Linked DNA regions of Macaca mulatta: region 2 is linked to region 1. A link is a contact called in public Hi-C data. All regions are on one chromosome and are shown on one strand. Each heading gives the region's core, a stretch centred on a gene start, on an enhancer-like site or on the middle of the called end of the contact. The rest is flanking DNA. Distances are from core to core; before and after follow the strand shown. Region 1 has its middle 330 kb from the start of NOCT. Region 2 has its middle 140 kb from the start of NOCT.

What was found. A called contact is a pair of places that touch in the nucleus more often than the background predicts.
Region 2: a contact with region 1 is called in a Hi-C map of fetal cortical plate, with 2.2 times the contacts expected there. The contact joins two enhancer-like sites. A contact is called at or near these places in 2 of 14 Hi-C or Micro-C datasets (blood and fetal cortical plate).

The regions. Positions count from the first base shown.
Region 1 is chr5:147,556,208-147,559,935 of T2T-MMU8v2.0, forward strand. No RefSeq gene overlaps it. Among named protein-coding and RNA genes, the nearest start is that of NOCT, 330 kb to the right of the region's middle. Within about 2 kb of position 2,449, at least 9 of the 40 cell types and tissues checked have an H3K27ac peak or open chromatin away from gene starts, as enhancers often do. A contact at or near this core is called in fetal cortical plate, where this site is marked.
Region 2 is chr5:147,743,170-147,746,855 of T2T-MMU8v2.0, forward strand. No RefSeq gene overlaps it. Among named protein-coding and RNA genes, the nearest start is that of NOCT, 140 kb to the right of the region's middle. Within about 2 kb of position 2,147, at least 9 of the 40 cell types and tissues checked have an H3K27ac peak or open chromatin away from gene starts, as enhancers often do. A contact at or near this core is called in fetal cortical plate, where this site is marked.

The sequences.
Region 1 (3,728 bases), core at 1,199-3,698:
AAGAGTCTCGGAGGAGGGAAAAAATAAAACCAGAGCAGCTGATTAAAGACACATTTTACTACCTGAATCTCTTGAAAAATGACAAAAAATAATCCCCAGAAATATCTATCTCCAGTCATCGCAAGATCCTTCCTCCCGCAAAAATAAGACAAAACTGTCATTTTTATGAGACTACCCCCAATGACCAGGTCTGCGGTTTCAAAGCCAGTGCTGTGTTGCCCCATAGGTGAAAGAAAGAGGAACGCATCCATTCCATCCTGTCGGAACAAACGTGAACATCTGCCTTCCACGTTTGGTTATGGTATATGTCAACAAACACAGCAGCAGAGAAGGCCCTGCAAAATTATCCATCAGGGACCTGTTTACATTTGTACTGTCAATTCTAATAGGTTTTTTATTGAATTAAATTATTCTGCCCTCATTAGAATCATGATTGCCTGTCAGTGAGTATGACAGGTTTGAATTCCCACAAGGGTGTTAGACGCTCCATCTTGTATATTGCCCAGGAGGGATCAAGGACAAGGCTCAGTTGGAAATTCTACATGTCAATCCTTGAAATTACAGCACACATACTTCTCTGCAAATAAGTAATTGTGCTTCACAGTAAAGCAACCCAGAGAATTCCTAAGGTTCTTCTGTCTTGCAGACATATACAACTTGGCAGGTCCTGACAACCAGGTTGACCTGCAGCCACCCAACCTCAGCACGTAAATGTAGCACCTGCTCGTTTCTCAAGGCCTCTTGGGAGTTACTGAAGGCTACGGAGGCCTATAAACATGGACAGCAATTTCACCTGAGACGTGGTTTCAGGTAAAGCTTATTTCTAAGAACACACTTGAAAATGTAGAGAAAATTTGAGCATTATGGAAGACAGATAATTCTCTGCTGGACAATGGGGGAGAAGCCTCCAAGGGATGGCCACATTTAGTGACCACTTCCTCTGCCAAGCACGTTTTCTATCTTAACTCATTTAGTAATTACAACTCCGTGAGGAATAACACTTATGGCCATTTCATAAATGGAAGAAAGAGAAGCTTGGAGAGTAATGTTTCAATATCACACAGTAAGTGGCTGGGCAGGACTGAGACCTCCATCTGCGGTACTCTATGATGCCACCCCTCTTCCCCCTTCTCTGGTGCCCTGAGCAGGAGGCTGGCCCTCCAGAGGCACCGAATGTAGCAGGAATCACAAGGACCTTTGGAGGCTCAGCAATGGCCCCTCAGCTTGGAGGAAAGATGGAACCTACAAACCATATTCCATAGTAAAGAGATTTCTGAACACAAATATGCTCCCCATCTGGGCCATCCCTAAAACAGATGAGCAACTCCTAAAATTGGAGTTTGTTCTTTCTTCCATAATTAAATGGAGAGAAAGGGGGACTTTACTACTCAATAACTTAATGTGGGAGAAAATGAAACCTCTTTATCTTTTATCCTTAACTTCTAACCAAGTATAGAGAAATCAGTCCATACAACCGCCTTTTTGGGGATTTTTTTAAACTAGCATCAAATTGCTGCATCCTCTAAGCCTGAAAATTCTCACATTTTACAGTTTTGCCCCATTTCCCAAAATTTCCCATCCTGGGTTTCTTTCAGAGATGCTGTTTTCCCTTGAGAATCTATATCTCTGGGGTCTAGAGCCCAGGCAACAATGTTCTTAATAAGCGCCCCCTGGAGATTTTGGAGCCCACCAAAGGCAGAGGCCCTAAAACAGAAAGCAAATTAAAGTTCTGCAGTTGGATATCAGCCTGTCGTGTGGTCTTTATTTGCAGAGGAAATGGAGAGGGGCTGCATTTGGATGAGATGTTATAGGAGAACCCACCTTCTCATTGCTCTTCAAATTCTTCTCCAAGGGATTTGAAATCAACCACATTGGAATGTCTGAAAAAAATTCCTCCTATTAAAGGTAAATGGTTAACCTAGAAAGAGAAGCATGTAAGGGAAGACCTGACTTGCTCACTTGCTTGCTTGTTTGCCAGGATGTAACGTCCAGGCAGGGAAGGAGTTTCGTCTGGTGACCTGCCACTGTCTGGTTGTTTGTTGAAATGACTTGATTTTCAGTCATGTCTCTTTAATGAGATAAAGCAAAAGAATGAACTAGGTACATTCTCTTCCTCTACCTTTAGATCCTTCTTTTCTCCAGTGAAGTCTCCTTATTCCTGTTCTCTTATTCTTCATTCTCTGCACCCCAACTTTCCTGGACAACCTGCCTGTACTCTGTCTCTAGATACTTCCTTCTGTTTTGATTTTTTTTTTCCTTTCCTGTCAGACTTGAGGATGCCTTCTGTTCTAACATCACTCCTTCTCTGCCACTCACAGGCTCACGGTTTGGTACCCAAGCTGTTTTCTGTTCCCTGGCAGCTAGCCTCGCATTCCATTCTGCCACAGGATTTAGCTCTAAGTCAGGCAGTAAATGGGCTCTTTACAAATCTAGCTTAATTTAAAGAACTCTCTTCCTGAGCTGCATTTCTGGGGACATTTTTCAAGGGTGTTAGCAATGAGGCTATATGCACTTGCTTGTACAACAGCAGATTGGCTGCTGTTTCTGTCACTCTGAGAGACCAACATTAAGACTCAAATTAACTAGCAAGTGTAAACCACAGGAACCAAGAGAATGATTTCACAGACTTATTTTTTTTCTCCTCTCTATTTGTATAATTTTAGCAACTAGGGCATGAAGTGTGCAGGGCCCAGTGTAAGTGTGGTGGAAACAGCAGGGGAATGATGAGTTGATGAGCTTGGGGGCATGGTGAGGCTGGAGGATGAGGGAGATTGGAAGTCATTGATTATGACTCCACAGTGCGATCTGAATGACTAAGATTTGTGGAAACTCAGTCCTTGTCTTTCATTCTTAGTGTGAGATACTTTATGCTCCTATCCCTTTCTTGTTGTATCTAGCTTGACCATCAATATTTGGTTCATGAGGCCATTTTTTAAAAAGCTCATTTTCATAGACAAACTAGCAATTGGTTTTATATATGCATTAAATCACTGAACAACTTTGAAAAATCTATGCTAAGCAGAGCATGTGCCTTCCAGGTTGTGGGACACTAAGTGGGTGGCAGCACCCTGGCAGAAGTCCACGGGTCATGACACTAAAACATCTGGTGAAGCTACACCCAACTAGCTCATTTTATTTTGACAGAATGCAGTTTTCACTGGGATTAAGATCTCTCACCACCTGTGTGTGGGGGCATGCGGGGATCAAGGAACCACAGCTGAATAGGCAAAATTCCATTCTCCTGTCCCTTCTCAGATACTAATGAGGAGTGACTTAGCCAAGATGCAGTAGCAGAGGGGCATGGTGAGAAACAAGAGGGCTTGGTGGGATGTAAAGGAAAAACTACGTTAATACCAGAGGGACTAAGGTGTAAGACAGCCCTGCTGTGTGACAGTGCAACGGTCAAGCCCCACCAGAAACAAACCAACAAAAATCACATCTCTATTGGGCATCACAAGTACAATCTAGTCTTTCACTGCCCAGTAGAGTTTCCACTGGGCCACAGGTAATTTTAACTTTAAATGAGTTTGAATTAAAATTTCATTTCCTCCATCACACTGGCCACATTTCTAATGCTAATAGCCACACGTGGTCACTGCCTGCCACACTGGACAGGGCGGTTCAGAACATCTCTATCATCGCAGAATGTTCTATCGGACTGTGCTGCTCCAGCATGTTCTGCTCTAGTGACATGCTCTGACCTGTAGCTTCAATGGATAGACATTCTT
Region 2 (3,686 bases), core at 897-3,396, 190 kb after region 1:
GGCCATAACTTTCTCAACTAATAGGAATGTATCATCATCGCTCAACAGCATACTATGTTTATTGCATGAAACTTTTAGCTATGGGCAAAATATTTTCACCATCCAGCCCATCCTCTTGCCAAAGAATTATGCTTATAAAATTATTTTATATTTTGATAGTCCCCAATTTGGAAGTAAGAAGGGAATAATAAGCCTATGATCCCATGCAAGTAGAAACAGCCAAGTACTCATCCTCCACTCCACCTCTCTTCCTGGTCTAAGGTGGTACATCGCAATGCCCCTTTTCTTTGTTGTTATTGTTGTTTGTTGTTGTTTTTGTTTTGAGACAGAGTCTTTCTCTCTTGCCCAGGCTGGAGTGCAGTAGCACAGTCATAGCTCACTGCAGCCTCAAACTCCTGGGCTCAAGCAATCCCCCTGCCTTAGTCTCCTGAGTAGCTAGAACTACAGGCATGTGTCACCACACCAGGGTAATTTTTTGATTTTTTTGTAGAGACAGCATCTCACTATGTTGCCCAAGTTGCAATGCCCCCTTAAATAAATGCCCCTTTAGAACCTAACAAGAACATGTAGAACAATATAGTCTATCCTCTCCTTTATCCAATTTCTTCTTTTGATGCTAATCACAGGGAGTAAAAATTTTTCCAGAGTCACTTAGCCCATATCAGGAATCAAACCCTACATGTGGTCCTCTGTGATGTGCTAAACTCATCTGCTTAGGTCCTGGCAGCCAGAAAAGATTACTGGGGCTAATAACTAGTAAACTCCCACATTAGGAGGGCCTTTCCCACCCCGGCCCCCATTCCTACTGCCACCATCTGTGTTTGTTCTTTTGCTACATAAGAACTCAAACTGGGTGGTGGGCCTGTTATTTTTAAAAGTCTTTTAGTAGCGTCTATACCCAGAACTGCCTCATCACAATTATCCTCACCAAACGAGGAAACTTCACATTGAGAATGGATATGGTTTTCAGCCAGCACCAAATGTCTCTCCTTCTGCCTTTTTGTCTTTCCGATCAATCAGAACATGTGAAACTCCCAAATGAAGAGTAAACACACAGCCCAGGTTCCTTTCATCTCCTAACATATGTCATGAAGGGGGAGGGAAAAACTCTATTCCCAGCTTCAATCGGCCCTTCCTATTCTGCGACTTGAACCTGAAACTGAAAGGGATGTTGCGGGGCGCTGTGGAGGAGTGCTGAATGTGGGCCGACTCCTTGGAAGATAAGAGGTATTCGCTGCATACCTGAGTCTTGGAGTCATTATCTCCCCTATGAGCACTTCTGTATTTATATATAATGAGATCATTACCAGGCAGCTCTTCCAATTTGATTCAGACTTTAATATTTCTTGAAGAAAAAAAAATAGCGTACAAAAGGGTTTGTGATGCCAACTCAATCAGACGTGCTGTTGATGGAAAATTATTCAAGCGCAAGCCAGAACAGGCAAAAAAATTTTTCAGAGAGGTTTCTGTCAAAGCTGAGTTCACCTGCGACGATGTTTCAAGCGAATGTGCCGAAGTGTCCAGAGGTGAGGAAGGAAAATAACAATGAACAGAAGAGAGGGCTGTGTATAGGATTAAAAACGAGGCACGTTGCAGCCTAACTATTTAGGCAGGTAAGGCAGGTGCCTCCTGCCGAGACTCGACTCCCACCCTGGCTTTCAGTGGGTAATTAGACCAGGGAAGCAGCTTTACTTGCTGTGGGCTTCACTAGGAGCAGTCAGTTTTTAGAAATTAACCCTTTGGTGGGTGCTACTTCCTTTTGTGATTGAACTCAGGTGGATAGGCAAGGTAGGTAAAGGCAATTCCTTCCTCCTCTCACAACAAGCTTTAAAGAAGAGATTTTCTGTCTCTTCAGTCCCACTGCATCTTCAGCAAAAAAAAAAAAAAAAAAAAGAATACAGAAGAATTTTTTTTTCCCTTTGTCCAGTAAACGCCTGTTCATAGAAAATGGCTAGAAATTCAGTGCCCCTGCTAATTCTGGGAAAGGCTCTATCCATTTTCAGCAAATTACAAAATCAAATGAAATCAACTGAACACTAAAACTAACAAAAAAGAATCTCTCTTGATAATCCAGACAGCATCGCTGGATGATGCCAAGCCTTGGGTGACAACCATGAAGGTGGCTCCTCACTGGCACCCACTTTTAGAAATACACTCTGCTAATGTGAGCTCTCTGGATGTTTGCACTTTGGATAAACACAAGCTTACTGACTCGTTTCTGGGATCTATGGTTTATCCTGTGATACAAATCCAAGAAGACTATCATTTTAGCTATTCACTCCCTGTCCTGAAACTGCAGATGGGAATAAGCAGATGGAGCAGGGATGCAGACTTGTCATCACATAAACATGAAATGAAAGGATCCTGGCTCTTTTCTTATGGTGGTTGTAAAGCACCCATTATTTTTCCCCTAGCACTTCCTAACAGGCAAAACCAAAATAACATTGGAAGAAAATTTACAGAATGCGCATGCTGCCCACTGAACCCCCAAACACTACTCAAAATAGCATTGGTAGATTGTTTTTTTATTATTTGTATTATTCTACTTTAAAGAGATACCCTGTAATGGTTAGGAGTTAGTTCTGGTAAAATGTTAAGGCTATTTTATGGATCCTAGTCTTAGGATGTACTCGATATTTAGAAATCAGTTTGGGAAGGAAGGAAAGAAGCGGGAGGGAGGAAGAGAGGAAGAGAGGGAGGGAGAAAGGAAAGAGAGGGAAAAAGAGAAAAGGAAGAAAGGAAGGGCAGGCAAGTGGGTGCGAGGAGAGAAGAGAGGGAGGATAGAGATCTCGTAGCTCTGTGAAATGTAGCTATCTTTGCCATAATCTATACTATGTAGGCAAAGAAGTGCATCAAAATAATCCTAAAAGAACACTTGAACTTAAAAGAGATGTAAACATGAAAATGGGGACAATTTTCTCCCCTCAATTAAATCTACTAGTCATAGTAATTATTTTAAGATTAACTCCCTGAAAAGGGGAAGAATTAGCCCAAGTAAGACTTATTAAATGTCTGTCCATTGTTCACTATTGCACTGTTGTGTGTTAGCAAGTTTGGGGGTGGGAGAAGCAGTATGTGTGCATGTTGGGGGAGGTAGGTGAGAGAGAATGAAAGAGAAATTTCATTGACCATCAACATGGTTTCTCCAGGGAGCATGATAACCCAACAGTGTTCCTCCATCTGCCTCCCTTGAGCGAAGAGCACTCTTGACTCTCTCAAAAGATCAACCTTTTGATCTTCCCTCCTAGCCTTCAAAGAAGAGATCTCTCTTTTTCTCAAAAACCAACTGCCTCTCCAGCATTCTCACCCTATCCTCCAGTGGTCCTTTCCTTCTGTCACCAAATATGTTGATGTTCCTCTTCCATAGAAGATCCTTCCTCGGCTGCTATTAGGAGAGATGGATCCCAGCCCCGCTCTTCCACGGACTGGCCATGATACCAGCAAGACTGCTGGGAACATCATTTTCTTTCATGCTCACCCTAGTACTGCCTCAAATATTGCTTTATTTTGATCTCTTCTTTACTAGCAAAATCACCTCACCACTCATTCTCTCTGGGCACATCAGAAATATGGCTTTCATGCTCTCCACACCATTAAAATTTCTCTTTGGAATCATCAAATTGAACTATTTTGCCAAGTCACATAGTCTGAACTGATTCTTAATCCCTTGGACTTTTTAGCTGTAT